2 separate regions of the Oryctolagus cuniculus genome follow, and region 2 is linked to region 1. A link is a contact called in public Micro-C data. All regions are on one chromosome and are shown on one strand. The core of a region is the stretch at or near the end of the contact, and the rest is flanking DNA. Distances in the headings are between cores, read along the strand shown.

The links. A called contact is a pair of places that touch in the nucleus more often than the background predicts.
Region 2: a Micro-C map of ear pinna shows a contact between it and region 1, with 2.3 times the contacts expected there. The contact joins the promoter of CDK2AP1 here to the promoter of RILPL1 in region 1. A contact is called at or near these places in 2 of 6 Hi-C or Micro-C datasets (ear pinna and an unstated tissue).

What each region holds. Positions count from the first base shown.
Region 1 is chr21:5,859,048-5,864,641 of mOryCun1.1, reverse strand. RILPL1 (Rab interacting lysosomal protein like 1) reads right to left here and starts at 3,047. Exons shown (of 8, transcript XR_011385252.1): 1 at 2,526-3,047.
Region 2 is chr21:6,056,276-6,061,869 of mOryCun1.1, reverse strand. CDK2AP1 (cyclin dependent kinase 2 associated protein 1) reads right to left here and starts at 2,933. Exons shown (of 4, transcript XM_051841397.2): 1 at 2,726-2,933. The coding sequence starts at 2,819.

The sequences.
Region 1 (5,594 bases), core at 1,798-4,297:
GGCCAGAAGCAGGGAGCTGGATGGGAGCTGGAGCAGCCGGGACTGAACTGGTGCCCATGTGGGAAGCCGGAACTGCAGGAGGTGGTTTAACCCGCTGCACCACAGCGCCGGCCTCTCAAAATATTTACGCACCAAAGTAAGTTTATCTGTCAATTCCATTCTCAGATTTTCTGAGGCACTGTCGTATTTTTCTCATGCCATTTCCCATGAGCTGATGTTGGTTTTAAATCTCTCTCCTCACGCTCTAATGACACCCATGGCGTTAAGCGCCTGGACCACGTCTGGCGGAAATGACCCGTGCAACAAGGGTTAAATACACACCAGGTTCAGAGATGGAGTAGAAAAAAGTGAATGCAGAAGACCTCATTCATAATTACTTACAGGGCTGACACCCAGAAAATACCTCGGGTAGGATGTGTGAAAATTCCCCTCGCCTGTCCCACTGACCGGGGAGCCACATCACACTTCTGTCTGATGACCCTGCCCAAAAAGGCCTTGCCCACGAGGGTCAAGACCACTCCAGTGCCCACGGAGCTCACTAAACACGCCCGTGCACAGCCACTGGTCTGCAAAGACTGTGCGCTTCCACGCCTCCTTCTGACCCCACTGCTGCCCTGCATGGGGGCCCCTGCCCCCACCGCTTGGCTTTTCTCTGCTTGCCCATGGCACCGAGGAGGGTGCCCTGCAGGCCAGGCCTGTGGGTGAGGTTGCAGACTGAGCGTCTGAGACCGACGGATGCGCAGCACTGACCAAGCGCCGGCGTGTGCGGGGGAGGCGGGCGCGTCTCGCTGGAGCCACACTCGGGCGGCCAGGCAGACCTGGAAAACTTTTCATGGAAACAGCACTCAAGGCTACAGAAAAGGACCTCGGGAGTTTCTGCAGGTCCCCAGGACGGAAGGAAGGGGCCTGCGAAAAGGATTTTGTCCTCTGATTCATGAGCTGGTCCTCCCTGCTCACAGCCAGCCAGGCTCTGGACGGGCTGCTGGTTCCGTCCTGGCTGAGCGTGCTCCAGAAGCAACAAGTGCAGTTGTTCAGGCCTGGCGACCGCCAGCAGCTCCCGAGGGTGTCTGCCAGCCGCGGCAGCACCAAAGGACCAGGGCTGGGGACACGGGGGCCAGGGCCTCCGTGTGACAGGGGCTGAGCCCTGAAGTCCCGGTCAGTGACAGGCAGCCGCACACACAGGTTTCCAAAGGCCCCTTCCCACTCTGGCCCTCTGGAAGGGATGGGGGCCTCCGGGGAGGAGCCCCACTGTCAGCCCCAGTGTCCAGCGGCAAGTCCGCCCAGGCCTAAAAATAGGGGGACCACTTGCGAAGCCTCGCGCCCGGCAGGCTCCGCCCTGGGCACTGGGCTTCTCCCACCTCCATGGATCCTCACACACCCTAGCAGGTAACGACTGTCCCTAGCAGGTAACGACTGTTCTCCCACTTCACAGCCGAGGAAACTGAGGCAGACCTGGGGGGGGGGGCGGGGTCTCGAAACCAAAGCCTGCGTGGCTCCTTGCAATCCCGAAACTTGAGCAGAGGAGCGAGGCAGGCTCAGGCTCCGAGTGTGACCTTGGACATGGAACCTCAGGGCCAGGGACCTGTGAGGACAGGCAGTCCAACCTGGCAACCGCGCTCTCGGCCACCCAGGACCTGCCCTCGGGCGCAGGCTGCAGCCCCAGCTCTGCCAGCTCTCCCCGAAACACACAACAGGTGGTGGCCAGCCAGGGAGGCTCGGGGAGGCCAGCTGTGTTTCCTGAGGCCGCAGGGCAAGCCAGAGCGGGCCAGGCACCCTGAGCCCCCCAGGAAAGCTGTTTCCTCCCAGTCTCAGCCTGCAGGGCCTGCCAGGACTTCCCGGGCTGAGGTCGGGGCCGGAAACCACATATCTCCCACTTCCTTTTCCCCAGACTCCCCGTCTGGACGCGCGGCCCAGTGGGAAGCCGTGATTCAGACAAACTCCCTCTGTGGTGGCACGGGCAGCCGCCTCCAAGCCCCTCTCGCTGGGGTTCAAGCAGGCGGGGAGCCATCTCCACCGACTCCACTCCCACCCTCTGTGAGATGAAGGTAACTCCTCCCTCACAGGGTCCTGAGGGGCAAAGAAAGGAATCCAGGCCGGCCAGCCCCCCAGGGCACAGGCGGGCAAATGAAGGAAGCCCCGGAACGGCTGCAGCAGGGACCTGGAGACTGGCCGCAGGTCCCAGCCCCTTCCCTGGGGACCAGAAAGGAGCCTGGTGCCACGGGGGACACTGAAGAGCCGGGGCTCCCTTCCTTCCAGGAAAACAGCACCTGGGCACTTTACCGGCCTCACCCCACCGTTCTCGAAAGGTGCCCACCGCTGCCAGGTGAGGCCGCAAACCCCAGAGAGGTCAGGTAACTTACCCAAGGTCACCCAGCTATGAAACGGCAAAGGTGTCTGATGGCACCTGCCAGGCAGAACCGGGCCGGGGCCTCCCTCCCTGCTCGGGCGCTCTCCTCCCGTCCGCTCAGACTCGCAGAGCCCCGCGGCCCCGCCGCCCCGAGGGGCCGGAGCGAGCCGCCGCCCACCTTCTGATGCTTGCGTTCCTTCTCGATGCGGTCCATGCGCTCCACGCGCAGCCGGTCCAGCTCCAGGCGCAGTTCGTCCAGCTCGGGCGCGACGTGGTGGCGGCTGACCAGCACCTCCAGGATCTCCAGGACGCGCACGACCTTGGGCATGAGGCGCGCGATGGCCTCGCAGCCGTGCTGGTCGACGACCCGCTCGAACTCGTGGCCCACGAGCGACGCGATGTCGTACACATCCATGACGGTCAGCTCGGCCACGTTCTTCTCCAGCGCCGACTCGGCCGCCGGCTCCGACCCCCGCTCCAGCTCCATGGCCGCCCCGCCAACTAGTGCAACTCCCAAACTTGGCGTCGCGGGCAGCCGGCCCGGCCGCCCCGGCGCCGCCGCCCCGTGCTCAGGGGGCCCGCGGGCGAGGGCGCGCCGGGCGGGCGGCGGCTCAGGGCGCCCGGCTCGGCCCCGAGCCTGCTCCCCGGTGGGGGCGGGGGAAGAGGAGGAGGAGGAGGGGAGGTGAGGAAGGCGCGCGCGTGCGCAGGCCCGCGGCGCCTCCCAAGTTGGGAATCCGAGTTGGGCGCAATGGAGGCGCCGGGCGCGCCGGCGAGGGGCCCCGCTGCCCACGGAAACGGCTCGCGCCCGGGGGGCGTCCGCGCGGCCAGGCCCGGGAGGAAGGGCGGCCCCTGGCTCCTCCGGGAAACTTTGGCGGCGGCGACGAGGCCGGCGGACCGGCTCCCCCCGCGGGGATGCCGCGCGCCCCGCCCCGATCCCGGGCTGGCGAGGGGCGCGCCCGCTTTCCGCCGCCCGGTGGCGCCCTGGGGTCCCCGCGGCCGCGCGCACCCACCGCCTGCTCGGCTGCCGCCTCGGGGCACCGCTCCCCGCCCGCCTCCCGCTCCCGGCTCCTCCTCCGCCACCCGCTGCCGGGGAGGGTCGAGGCCGGGCAGAGGAGGGGGCGGCCCCCACCTCAAGAACAGGGTGGGGCTTCTGGCGTGAAGGCAGGGACCCCGGCCCCAGCCCCTCCGCTGCGGCTCGGGCACCGGGCGAACAGGGCGGCGCCAGGCCCTGCGCTCCGGCTCCCGCGCTGGGAGAGGGGCAGGCGCGGGGAGGGGTCCGGCGTCCGAGCGCGGCTCCCGGTGCCGTGAACGCCACTTCACAGCCAGGGCGAGGCCGGCCCGGGACCTCGGCCCCGCGAGTCTTCGTGTCTCAGCCCCCTGTCCTTTGGACCTGGCTCAATCCGCACGTCCCTGAGACCCCCCTGCCACCCCCAGGAGAACCTGTTTTGAACCACAACCCAGGCCACGGGCCCGGGACCCTCTCCCCTGCATTCCCGCAGTCTGCAGCCGCCCACCACCCACCCCTGGCCGCCACTGGGCAGCTCTGGTTACACAAGAGGCCTCCCCGGTCTGACTGTGAGCTCCCCAAGGCAGAAGTCTCACCCCGACCTGGTACCCACTGATTAATATATTAAAAAAAAAAAAAGTTTAGGATGCACGGAGTATTTGCTTCACATTTAGCTACAAAATACATAGTGCGAGTCCCATTCCAAGATCTTTACAGATACTGCTTCCTAATCTGACTCCCTGGGCTCTGTGAAAAGGGTCGCCGTGCCCAGGGGGGCCTCTGAGAGGTTGCCCCCTTTTCGCTGTCTTCATAGATGCCAGCCCCAAGCATAGTTAATTTTTATTTAAAAAATATTTAACATGCGGGGTTGGCGCTGTGGAGTAATGGGTAAAGCCCCCACCTGCAGTGCTGGCATCCCATATGGACGCCAGTTTGAATCCCGGCTGCCCCACTTCTGATCCAGCCCTCTGCTATGGCCTCTCTGTCTCTCTCTGCCTCTGTAACTCTGCCTTTCAAATAAATAAATAAATCTTTTTTAAAATTTTTATTTATTTGTTTGAGAGGTAGAGTTACAGACAAAGAGAAAGGTCTTCCTTCCGATGGTTCACTCCCCAATTGGCCACAATGGCTAGAGCTGGGCCGATCCGAACCAGGAGCTTCTTCCAGGTCTCCCACGTGGGTGCAGGGGCCCCAGCACTTGGGCCATCTTCTACTGCTTTCCCAGGCCACAGCAGAGAGCTGGACTGGAGGACGAGCAGCCAGGACTCGATCTGGCGCCCATATGGTATGTCAGCGCCACAGGCAGATTAACCTACTGCGCCACAGCGCCTGCCCCAACAAATTAATCTTTAAAAAATATTTAACATGTAATATTTCTACCCTTTTTAAATCATAAGTCTCAAAAACATGTTTGCATTTTGAATTACGGTTGACATCCCTAGACAGAGCATACCCAGCAGAGGCTGTGTGCTGGCTTCAGTCACTGAAGCCTGTAGAGGGGCCAGGCACTGTGGCACAGCCGGCTAAGCCGCTGCTTGGGGTGCCCACCTCCCACATCCAGGTGCCTAGTGGAGTCTGGGCGGCTCTGCTTCCTGCCCAGCTTCCTCCTAATGCATCCTGGGAGGCAGCAGACGATGGCCCAAGTGCGTGGGTCTCTGCCACCCACATGGGAGACCCCGAGGAGTTCCTGGTTTCAGCCTGGCGCAGCCCTGGCCGTGGTGGGCATCCGGGGAGTGAACCAGTGGATGAAGGACCTCTCGGGGTCACTGCCCCTTTCAAGAAGATGGAAAAAATAAAAGGTGAAGGGGTCCTGAGACTAACAGGGTTAAGCACTGCTGCCTTCTGACACCTGGGAGGGAAGTATTATTGTCCCTACGGCGCAGACGAGGCAAGCGAGGCCGAGAGGTTGAATCTGCCCGGGCAGCCAGCAGGGAAACCCAGGCTCACACCTGAGCAGTCGGCTTCCGGTCCAAGCCGCAGCTCCTGCTCCCTGTTCCGGAGCAGCCCTCCATGCTCACAGCCACGGAAAGGAAGTGGCCGCCCTGTTGCAAGGACTGGGGGGTGTGGGAGTTCTGCGGTTTTCTGTAGTGACTGTGACAAACTCCACAAACCTGGTGGCTTCGAACTCAGAAACCTGCTCTCTCATGGGCTGAAGGCCAGAAATCCAAACTCCTGGCACCAGCAGGCCACGAAACCACCCAAGGCTCCGGGAGGCTCCTTCCTGGCCCTCCTCCAGCTTCC
Region 2 (5,594 bases), core at 1,684-4,183, 200 kb before region 1:
CTGGGGGGCGGGGGGTGGCCCTGCAGAGAGCTGGCAGAGGGCCCCGAGCTCCACTCGTGCCCACTCCTTCCTGCTGACCCGGGGACAGCCGAGGAGGCCGCGGAGCGCCAGGCTCCACGTCAGCGGTCGGCTCGGAGCATCTCAGACAATGCGCACAGTGTGCAGGGCGCCGGGAGGGGTTGGCAGAGGCCAGGAAGCTCCTGGGGCCGCCCGGCTCCCCACCCCCACGCCAGACAAAGAGCGGCCTTCCCGCCACTTGGGGCGCTTGGGGGGCTCCGGGGCGGGGAGGCGGGGGCTTTGTCTAACTCCGCCACTGCCACCACCGGCCAGGCCGCAGCTTGGCAACCCGCGCGCAGGAGGCAGGACTGGAGGGCGTGAGGGATGACGACAAGGAAGCCCGAGGAGCGGCGAGAGTCCATCTTGGATGCAAATGGCAGGGGAGAGAGCCAGGCTTCCCGCAAAGGGGTCCACGGGGAGGGGCGGCCCCCACCTGAGCAGCCGGGACTTGGGGACCTCAGCAGTCCTGCCGGGAATTCGCCAAAAAAAGAGGAGACCTGCGCAAGGTGCCAGCCACCCCAGAACAGGGCTGCAGGGTCCCGGGGGTCTCCCTCCCTCCCTGTGACCCCAAGCCCCAAAGGCCCCAGTTTTAGGGCCCCGGCCACCCCCTTCCAGCGCAAGCCCAGGACCCTGCTGGCTCCTGACTGGCAGGCGGCCCCCTACCTTCCCCACCCCAGTGGCACAGGAGGTGGGCTTGGAAAAATCCCACCTGGCAACAAAGCCAGCCTTTGTCAGGCATGGACCCCAGGACCCCTGGCCAGCGGGGCTGGGGCCCATTTGAGCAACTCTATTCTCTCTCTGCACCCCTAATCTTAACCCTTTCCAACCCCCAAATCGGTGCCCAAGAAGTTCTCCCTCCCAGATCTCTCCTGTCTGGGTCCCTCCTGGGATTCTGGAGTTCAGGAGGCCAGCGGCCAGCGTGGCGTCGCTGACCTGCAGAGCCGGCCCCTCCCCCCCTCAACGCCTTGGCCCCTTCTCCCCCAATGCGCCTCGTTTTTTTGAAGGAGGAGGGGGCGCGTCTGTTTCCATCCGAGACTCCGAAGAAGAGGAGCCCTGGGCAGGGCACAAAGCCCGTCACCTGCGACGCCACGACTGTGCGCCCCCTCCCCCGGCTCCGGGTCCCCGGGGCAGGCCCCTGGGCAGAGCCTGGAGCTGCCTGGTAACTTCTGTAGGAGTTGCCCGGCGTCCAGCGCCAGGCCGGCAAGGCGGCGGGAGCCCGCGGCAGGGGGCCTCCGGCACCCAGACCCTGAGCTCCCAGAGTGGGGTCCCGGCGAGCCGCCCTCTCCCTCCTCCCGCAGACCCCCAGGATCCCGCACCCTTCCACAACTTCTGTCTCTGCGCGCACGCCCGAGGAGACATCCTAGAGCCCGGAGGAGCAGCCCCGCTCCCACGAGCCTGGCAGGGGCCCCCCTGCCTACAAGTCTCCCGCCCGCTGGCGACCCCGTCCCGCGCCGGCCGCCCCGCGCCCCCAGGGCCGGCTGCAGCCGGGCACGCGCCTCCCGCACCCTGCCCACGCGGGGCCTGTCGCCGCACCGGGTGGCCCCAGTGCAGGGCGCCCCCCAGCCGGGGCCTGCTCCGCGCTCCCCGGAGCCACCCGGCCCCGCGCCCCGCGCCCCGCGCCCCGCGCCCCGCGCCCCGCTCCCGGCGCGGCCCGGCCGCTCCCGACTCCCGCCGGCAGGGGCCCTCGCCGAGCCGCCCAAGAGCGGAGGAAAAAGGAGCCGAGAAAAAGCCTCCCCCGCCCTCGCCCTCGCCCTCGCTCGCCGCGCTCCCCGCGATCCGCGGCCGCCGGCGTGGGGGGCACCCCCGCGGCCCCGGCCCCCGAGGCCCGCCGCGGCGAGGGGCGCACCCGCGAACTTTGGCGGCGGGCGCCGGAATCATGGCGGCGCCGGCTGCCGCCGCGCTGCCCCGGCCGGGACCGGCTGCCCGCCCCCCGCCGCCCCCCGCCGCCGCCGCGCGCGCGCCCCCCGGGATCCCCGGGCCGGGGCCGGGCGCGCGGGCCCCCAACTTGGCGGCACTTGGGGCGCGGCGCGCGCGGCCGGGGCGCTCACTCACCGGCGTTGAGGGCGGCGGCGGGCATGTGCGCGGCCAAGTTCGGTTTGTAAGACATCCCCCCGGGCGGCGGGCGCGCCGGGCGCAGCCGGGCCAGGCCGCGAGGGCGGCGGCGGCGAGGCCGGGCGGCGGCGCGGCGGCCCCGGCGGCCCCGCGCCCGTCCGAGCGCCGGCCGAGCGCCCGCGCACTTTTTGTTGCTGACGGCGCGGGCCGCACCGGCAAATATGGCCGTCCCTCACCCTGACACCGCCGCAGCCGATCACCCGTGCATCGGCGGGCGCAGGGGCGGCCGCAAACTTTGAGCCGAGCCAGCGGCGCCGGCCGGGGCCGGGAGGGGCGGCCCGGCGTCAGGGGGCGGCTCCGCCCCGGCCGCGCCCCGCGCCCCGCGCCGCCGGGAGCGCTCGCGCCCGAACTTGCCAAAGTTTGGGGGGCTGGGGTCCCGGCGTGGCCTCGGCGCCCGCGCGCCCCCCGCGCCCGCAGGCGGCCTCCCGGGCGGCGGCGGCTGCTTCTCCGCCCCGGCCCACCCACCCCCCACCCCGGTTTCCCGGGTGGGATTCCGGAGGTCACTCTGAGTGGGCTTTCTCCCCTCTGGGCGGTGGGGGCAGGGATGGAAAATTACCTGGAGAAAATGGTGGCGAGCCTGGCGCGCTTCGGCTGGCTGTGCCCCGGGGTCGCGCGGCCGGCTCTGCACGTTGATTTCGAATAAATGTCATGTCTGTGTGTCCAGTGGCTTTTAACCCTTTGCGGGCCGGACAGGAGCCGGGACGCCTCCCCCAGGCAAAAGCGCACCCAGGCGCGCGCGCGCACACACACACACACACACACACACACACACAGGCCCGGGTTCTGCGTCCTTAGCTCACTCAGGTGTGTGTGTGGGGGGGCGCCTGCTGGGGCCCAGGCCCGTCCAGGTGCGGTGCACCAAGGAAGGAACTTGGCCAAGTTGCTGCCCCCTGGGGTGTAACCGGCATTTTTGTGACCCTCCTTGGACCCCGCGTGCGATACTATTTGGGTGAGCACCGCCCAAGCCATAGACGCCTTAAACCCTGCGAGGTGCCTGCCATCTCCTGGTTTTTTTCATCGTCAGACCCTCCCCTCTGGGTCAGCTGGCAAAGACCTCACCCTCCCCACCCTAGAGGCGACCCTCACCTGGGCCTAAGGGCGCAGGGAACACGGAACTCCCGGGGTTTGGCCAGCACCCCTGGGCTGAGCCTTAGCCTGGCTCCGGAGGGTGCGGACCAAGCTCAATTAATAAATTCATGCCCATCGCCTCCCCTGCTCCGGTGGAGACAGTGGGAGCCGGGAAGTCCTGCTCAGGGCTCCACCAGCCACCACTCAGGAGGGAGAAAGGAACTGGTGAAATTCATTGTAACTCTTTTATTTATCACCCTAAGTCCAAAAGGGTGAGCTCAATATATAAGGAACAAAACAGAGCTTGATTTGGTTTTGTACAGACTGATTTATTTGAAAGGCAGATTTATTATTGATTTATTTGAAAGCCAGAGCTGAGCCAGGCCAAAGCCAGGAGCCAGAAACACCATCTTGGTCCCCACCGTGGGCGGCAGGGGCCCAGCAACCCAGGCACCACTGCAGGCTTCCAGGGGCGCGTTAGAAGCGAGCTGGATCCACAGCAGAGGAGCCAGGACTTGAACCAGCATCAGTGCCGGCATCCCAGTGGAGGGTGACCCGCTGCACCACACTGCCCACCCCAGAGTGAAATGAGCAGCCCTTATGGTAGCAAGTCTGTGGAAGCCGGTGTCTTGTCTCCCTTGGGCTTGGCCGCATCAGGGCTCCTGAGTACCAAGACACACAGGGCCAGCAGTGAGGCAGCAGGTGGGCTCGGGGTCCCCAGGAGCTGCGCTGGCAGGGTGGTTAGAGTGCAGACCTCCCCTCCAGGAAGGTTCTGAGTGTTTCTATTTCTAGGTGGTTACATTTTTACCACAATCCCAGCCCTCCCTTGATGTCCTGGTCATCACATCACTGAAAAATATTTTTGCCCTTTCTTTTTCAGTACCAGTGAATTTTTTTTAAACTGAGATAAATTAACATTTGTTACTTTATTTTTAATTGAGATGTAATTCAATACATAAATCAAATTTTTCAAAAATAATTTTTGAAAGGCAGTTAATACAGAGAGGCAGGGAGAGACAGAGGTCTTCAGTCTGCTGGTCCACTCCCCAGATGGCCACCACAGACAGGGCTGGGCCAGGCTGAAGCCAGGAGCCACGTGGTGTGCACGGACCCAAGCACTCAGCCATCCTCCGCTGCTTTCCCAGGCGCACTAGCAGGGAGCTGGATCGGAACTGGGGCAGCCAGGGCTTGAAGCAGTGCCCACATGGGATGCTGGATTAAACTTGTGCTACAACCCTGGCCCGTAATTCACATGTAAGTTGCTTTTAGTATATTGTTATACAACAATCACCACTAAGTTGGACATTTTTCATCACTCCAGAGAAGCCTGTATACCCAGTAACAGTCATTCCCCACCCCGGGTCCCTCCTGTCATCAGGCCAACAACTTCACTTCTATGTATGTGGACTTGCCTATGCCGGACATCCGTGTATATGTGGCCATTTGTGTCTGGCTCTCACTTAGAGTCAGGTTTTCTAGATTCATCCGTGTTGTCAGCCCTCTGTTTTTCATAGCTGAGTAATATTCCCCTGGTTTGTTTCTCCGATCTTCTGCAGATGCACATTTGTTGTTTCGACAATTTGGCTGTTACACATAGTGCTGCTCAAACATTGTACAAGTTCTTGTGTAAACTTAAAAGTTTACCCAGGAATGGAATTACTAGGACATATGTATCTGGTTTGTTTTAAGATTTACTGGTTTATTTGGAAGGCAGGTACAGGGCGAGGGAGAGTCAGAGAGAGATCTTCCATCAGCTGAAGGCTGGGGCTGAGCCAGACTGAAGCCAGAACTTTGGAGCTCCATCCAGGTCTCCCACGTGGGTGCAGCGGCCCAAGCACTGGGCTCGTCCTGCAGGCACATTAGCAGGGAGCTGGATCAGAAGTGCAGCAGCCAGAACCCGAACCAGGGCTCGGATGGGACGCCAGCAGGTGGCGGCTCCGCCTGCTGCACCACACCCACCCCTGAGTCTAACTTTCCGAGAGACTTTCCAACAGCTCTCCAGAATGGCTCTGGGTTCCAATCCTGGCCACAACCAGTTGTCACATGTCGCCTGGCTAGGGACGATTAGGGGGCAGCGTCCACAAGGGCCTGCCCCAGCAGCCATGTCTGAGGGTTCCAGTGTCTCCACATCCTCCACCCCTCACTGTGGAACTTCGCACTGTAGGCGCCTGGTGGCTGTGGGCGGGCGTCTCCTAGTGGCTGTGATGGTGAGCATCTTCTCATGGATTTACTGGCCATTTGTAAACTTTTTTTTTTCTTTTTTGACAGGCAGAGTGGACAGTGAGAGAGAGAGACAGAGAGAAAGGTCTTCCTTTTGCCGCTGGTTCACCCTCCAATGGCCGCCGCAGCCGGCGCAC